2 separate regions of the Sus scrofa genome follow, and region 1 is linked to region 2. The links are chromatin contacts, called in public HiChIP or PLAC-seq maps. All regions are on one chromosome and are shown on one strand. Each heading gives the region's core, a stretch centred on a gene start, on an enhancer-like site or on the middle of the called end of the contact. The rest is flanking DNA. Distances are from core to core; before and after follow the strand shown.

Region 1 (2,700 bases), core at 164-2,663, 65 kb before region 2:
AGAGGGTCAGCACAGGACCAGCCAGATCCATTCTTGAGATCAAGTCTGATCTCAACTGTACTGTGGCTAAGCCTGGACTCACCTCTAGTGACCCAGAGACAGAGTCCCTAAAGCCTGGGAGGCCTGACCCAGGGGCACACAAGGGCTTTGCCACTATCAAGTCTGCCTGAACTGATACCCTATAGGTGAGCCCCTTCTGTTCACCCCATCCTTCCAACAGCCCAGTAGTAAACCCAGCCAGGCCCAAGCTGGGCCTGATGAGGACTCTGAGCTCAGAGAGGTCAGGTAGTTGCCTGAGGACACACAGCAAGGCAAGTAAGTGGTGGTCCCTGTTGGGACTCAAACCCACCACCAATGCCAGCCCGGGCAGGCAGATGGACCCGGCCTGGTGGTGAAATCCCAAAACTTTTGCCAACTTCTGAGCACACAGGCGGCTGGGCCTGCCCAGAGGCAAGTCTAGGGGGCTGTGGGCAGCAGGAACCAAGCACAGTCGGGCCCAGTCCCTTTCAGGCCGTCAGCACCAGGCCCTACCCAAAGCCCCACGAAGACGGGAAAATCCTGGTGCCCTGGCCAAGCACTCCCTCCCGGGCGCCCCCAGGCCCACCCCGCCCGCCCCCTCATCACCTCCCATCCCGGGCTAGGGGCGCCAGGCCGGGCAGCCGCGGCCAGAGGCGGCGCCGACCGGCTCAGATTTCAGATTTGGCCTAGACCTGGCCTGGGGGCTCAGGCCCAGCTCGCGGCTCTCAGGGGCCCGTAGGGGTAAGGTGGGCCGGAGGGGGTTCCAGCGCAGACAGGACCCCTACGCCCCCCCACAGAGCCCCCTCCCCCCCACCCCCAGGCATCACAACAAAAGGCCGCACCAGGCACGTCCCCGTGCGCCGGCCCAGCGCTCCTGGATCGCAGCTCGGCCCGGGGGTGGGTGGGGGGAAAAGGGGGGGCCAGGAGCCCCAGCGGCCCGGCGATCCGACGCCAGGGTGGTCCCCGGGCAGGGGCTCCCTCACTCGGGCGGGGACCGGGAGCCGGCGGCGGGGTGGGGGGCGCTCACCTGGGCCAGCGGACAGGCGGACGCACCGGCAGGCAGACGCACGGGAGGAAGGACCTCCGGACGGCCAAGGGTTCGGGCACACGGCGGCCAGGCCGCTCCGGCTCCCAGGCCGGAATGGATTCCCGGCCGGGAGAGACAGATCGAGAGAGAAAGGGAGAGGGAGGAGGAGGAGGAGGAGGAGGAGGAGGCGGCGGCTCAGGGAGGGGAAGAGGAGGGAGGGAGCGCGCGAGCAGGGAGGAGGGGCCCGGCAGGCCGCCGGGAGGAGGAGGAAGGAGGAAGCGCGCCGGGACGGATTCCCCGCCGGTGACCTGGGATAGACCCAGGCGCGGGCCACCCCCGCCCCCCAACCCTGGGGTCCGGGCGGGCGGGGAATGGGGGGCGGAGGCACCGGGCACGGAAGCCCCGCCCCCCACCCCGCCCCAAGAGAGTCCCTACCCTTTGGGACACCCATCAGCCCTCACGCGAAAATGCCCACCCTCACTGCCCCCAATCCACCTACCCTGTTTACCCCAAATCTACCTCTCCCGAAATTATCAGTAATAATAATAACTGCAGCACTGATGGAGTGCTCACTCCTTGCCAGGTGCCACGCTAAGCTATTCAGGTCAACTTTATGATCTATTCGTACCAACCAGCTGGGCTGGGCAGACCCAAGATTATCCCTATTTTATAGAGAAAGAAACTGAGGCACAGAGAAGGGAATCACCTGACAAGAACCAGGTCTTGGGATTTCCTGTTGTGGTGCAGCAGAAACAAATCCGTCTAGCATCCTTGATCCCTGGCCTCCCTCAGTGGGTTAAGGATCAGATGTTGCCGTGAGCTGTGGTATAGGTCACAGACAGGGCTTGGATCCTGCGTTGCTGCGGCTGTGGTGTAGGCCAGCAGCTGTAGCTCCAATTTGACCCCTAGCCTGGGAACTTCTATATGCTGCGGGTGTGGCCCTAAAACAAACAAAAAAAAATAGGCCTTGGACCCTGGCCTTGACCTGAGTTTCCTTGACCTGAGTTTCCCAAAGTGGGGACTGGAGCAGAAAGGACAGTGTGGGAAAGAGTAACGTTTATTTTAATAGATATGTATTCCTTTTAATGGATAGAAGAGAAAAAAAACTAAGGCAGCCTATCCAATGTCAGCCAGTCCAGATACTCCTACTTAGGATGGGGCTGAAATAGGTGTTTAGTGGCACTTATACTTCCATGTAAATGAAGAGGCTGAGGACCTCTGGACGCAGGGGGCAGAGAGTATAGCAGAGAAAGGAGGGGACATTGAGGAAAGGCTGGTTTAGCTACAGAGCCTCCTGCACCACCTATTCCCCCTCTGGCTTCAGGACTGCCCTCTTGAGGGTGGGTGCTGTATCCTTGGTTCTTCGCACGTTACAGCACAGGGGAAGGGAGGGCCCGAACCCAGCTTTAAATACCACCATCTGGAGTTCCATTGTGGCTCGGCGGAAAAGAATCCTACTAGGAACCGCGAAGTTGCAGGTTTGATCCCTGGCCTCACTCAGTGGGTTAGGGATCCGGCGTTGCTGTGAGCTGTGGTGTTGGTCGCAGATGAGGCTCAGATCTGGCCTTGCTGTGGCTGTGGCCTAGGCCAGCGGCAACAGCTCCGATTAGACCCCTAGCCTGGGAACCTCCACATGCCGCGGGTGTGGCCTTAAA
Region 2 (2,700 bases), core at 146-2,645:
ATATTTAGACCATAATTTCATTATAAACAGATGAATAAATGTGCAAAAAATAAAAATTTAAAAGGATCATGTAAATACATAACCAATTATAAATAGCCAAGAGAGCTATTTTTTTTAAAAGTATGTAATGATGTGAGGAACTAAAGATAGAGTGGTTTGTCTTTGATAAGGGAAGTCAAGGAGGGCTTCCTAGAGGAGGCAGGTTTGAGTTGAGGTTGGAGTAGAAGTTGACCAGCAGAAGAGAGTTGCCTTCTAGGTAGAGGACCAGCTCTGTCAAAAGCCCTTCATGGGAAAGAGCCGAGTTGGAGGAACCAAAGAAAAGATATCAGGGCAGCTGGAGCAGGACACATACTCTCCTTCCCAGCCTGATGCCTGGCGAGGAGCTGGGTCGGGGGCAGGGTGTCTGGAAAGGGCTGCTCTTCTGGCCCAGGATGGGATCTGCTTGGTGTCTCCCCTACCTGTTCAAGCTGCAGTTCTCTTGTATCTTCCTCTAGCTCCCCTCTGACTCCCAGTCTTAAGACTCTGTTCGAATGCAGCTCCCCAGGCCAAGGTCCAGAATCCCAGCAACATATGGCTCTGAGATCTGACAGCTTCTCACAGGCCCCTTCCCTTTAGCTCCATCTCAGCCCCACATCCCTGGTTGCCATCCATCAACCCCTTTACCTGCCGTAAAAAAACCACTGGCTGTCATTTAAACTTATTTCTACAATTTGCTTCCTGAGCCTCAGGCAACCAGCCCCATCTGCAGAGGGCTCTGTGCAGGTTCCGTCGGTCTCCATCCACCGCTGGTTTCCCAAGAGCGCATATGGAGCTGCTCTTGGATTTCCTCCCGGGGCTCAGCCAAGTGCAACCCTGGGTGATTTTGGAGCGTGAAGCTGCATGAGAAAACGTGGCGTCTCCATGGCATCCTGCATCTAGGTTAGCCAAGCATTTTGCAGACACGAAGTAACATCAAACCAAACCCTGGGAACACTTTCTAAACTCCAGGAGATGAGTGCCATTTCATCAGGTGTCCACTGAATCACCGAATTGAGGACCTGAAGGGAAATCTGAAGTCTTGGGGTCTAACACCCTCATGTTGCATATCAGCTCAGAGAGGTGAAGTAATTTGGCCAAGGTCACAGAGCAAGTTTGTAGAGGAGCTGGGCCTAGGAACCAGGTTGTTTGGAGCCCAGTGGAAGGACAGAGTCCAGTTAAGGGACCAGGTAATAAACAATATACAGGGTGTCCCAGGAAGCTAAGTCTGCACAGCAGTGGCGGCATGATAGTCCTTAGCTATGCAGTGAGCGTCTGAGCGCCTTGGTGGGAAACCTGCCCCATGAATCTGCCTTGTTGTGTTTAGAAACTACTCATTGTGTTATTTTTATCCATTTGGTTTCACTTTAGACCTGGTTCCTATTTCGCATTTATGACTAAGGGCCCTTGGGTGAGGAAAAGAGAAGTCAGAAAGAAGATTCTTTTCTCTTGTACTTTGCAAACTTTTCCAGGCTTTTTTTTTTTTTTTTTTTTTCCTTTACAACATTTCTTTCCAGGGCCCCCAAAGCTTCTCAAATCTCTTGCATTTCCAATCCCCTGTTCAGCCTTCACTCTAATTATCTTGGGAAAATTTAAATTTCTTATCGAGGCTCTGTGACAATACCGGCTCAAGATAAGCACCTTCTGAGGTCTTGTCAAATTGCCCTCAATAGATTCCCTTAATAGGAATTACCGCCAGAGTTTTCTTTACATGTGATAATGGTATTGTGACTATGTGGAGGAAAAAGCCCTTATCTTTTTGAGATACATCCTGAAATATTTATGGATGAGATGATATGAAGTCTAGGATTTGCTTCAGAATATTCTTGTGGGGAGAGCAAAAAAAAATGTTTCCTTAAGACACTGTTCTCCGCTGACGTTCTCTCGCAAGTTCTTCTGGCAGCATCTTCCCCTCCCGCAATCTATGAATCTGTTTATTTCGTATCCGGGGATGGGATTTGCCTCCTGGGGTCACAGCAGAGAAGAGAGTATAGGTGTTGGAGCCAAAGAGGCTTAGGTTCAAAATCCCAGCTCCACCCTCATGAAAACTGTGACCGAGGACAAGCCACTAAAATGTCTTAGTTCTAGTTTTCCCATCTGCAAAGAGGAGATAATACATTGACAACAAACCGCCTACTTTTCTAATCTGGTCTTTGCTCCCCAGTTTTTCTAATTTTCCCTCCACCTGCCCTGAAGATGTGGATCCCACCCAAGCCCTTCTGCGCTCCCAAGCCCCTCCCGTCGTCTCCACGGGCTCCTCTGCCGCGGCCCCTGGCTGGGAGCTCCAGGGTGGGTCCAAGTGCCTGGAGGTGCACTGAGTACGAAAAAATCACTCCACACGTGTACATTGGAACTCATTGCTCTTCCTCCCAGTCTGCCCCCCCACCTCCAAAGCATCCGATCACCCCTCAGGGCCCCTAGGGCTCCCCCTCCTCCCCCTCCCTCCCCCTGTCTACCTCAGGCCTGGGGTCCCATCTTCCAGAGTCCTCTCAAATCCACCTCCGCTGCTCCCCACCACCTCCTTTGTGGGCCTTGGCTCAGGCCCTCAGGCCCGCAGGCAGGGCCAGCTGTACAAGCGTCCTCACTGGGCTCTTTCCCCCGGGGTCCCCGCTCTGCTTTCCAGGACCCCCTTCCAGGCTGCTGACAACACTCTCCTTCCAAAGCCGTCACTCTTGGGCTGGAAGA

The links. HiChIP or PLAC-seq counts read pairs in DNA pulled down with a chosen protein or histone mark.
Region 1: an H3K27ac HiChIP or PLAC-seq map of alveolar macrophages shows a contact between it and region 2. The contact joins the promoter of SRC here to the enhancer-like site in region 2. A contact is called at or near these places in 4 of 47 Hi-C or Micro-C datasets (alveolar macrophages, blood, embryonic fibroblasts and 1 more) and 2 of 2 datasets of contacts at active chromatin or transcription factors (alveolar macrophages and skeletal muscle).

What each region holds. Positions count from the first base shown.
Region 1 is chr17:40,469,683-40,472,382 of Sscrofa11.1, reverse strand. SRC (proto-oncogene tyrosine-protein kinase Src) reads right to left here and starts at 1,413. Exons shown (of 14, transcript XM_021077973.1): 1 at 1,046-1,413.
Region 2 is chr17:40,404,841-40,407,540 of Sscrofa11.1, reverse strand. No RefSeq gene overlaps it. Among named protein-coding and RNA genes, the nearest start is that of GHRH, 8.3 kb to the right of the region's middle. Within about 2 kb of position 1,395, at least 13 of the 83 cell types and tissues checked have an H3K27ac peak or open chromatin away from gene starts, as enhancers often do. A contact at or near this core is called in alveolar macrophages, where this site is marked.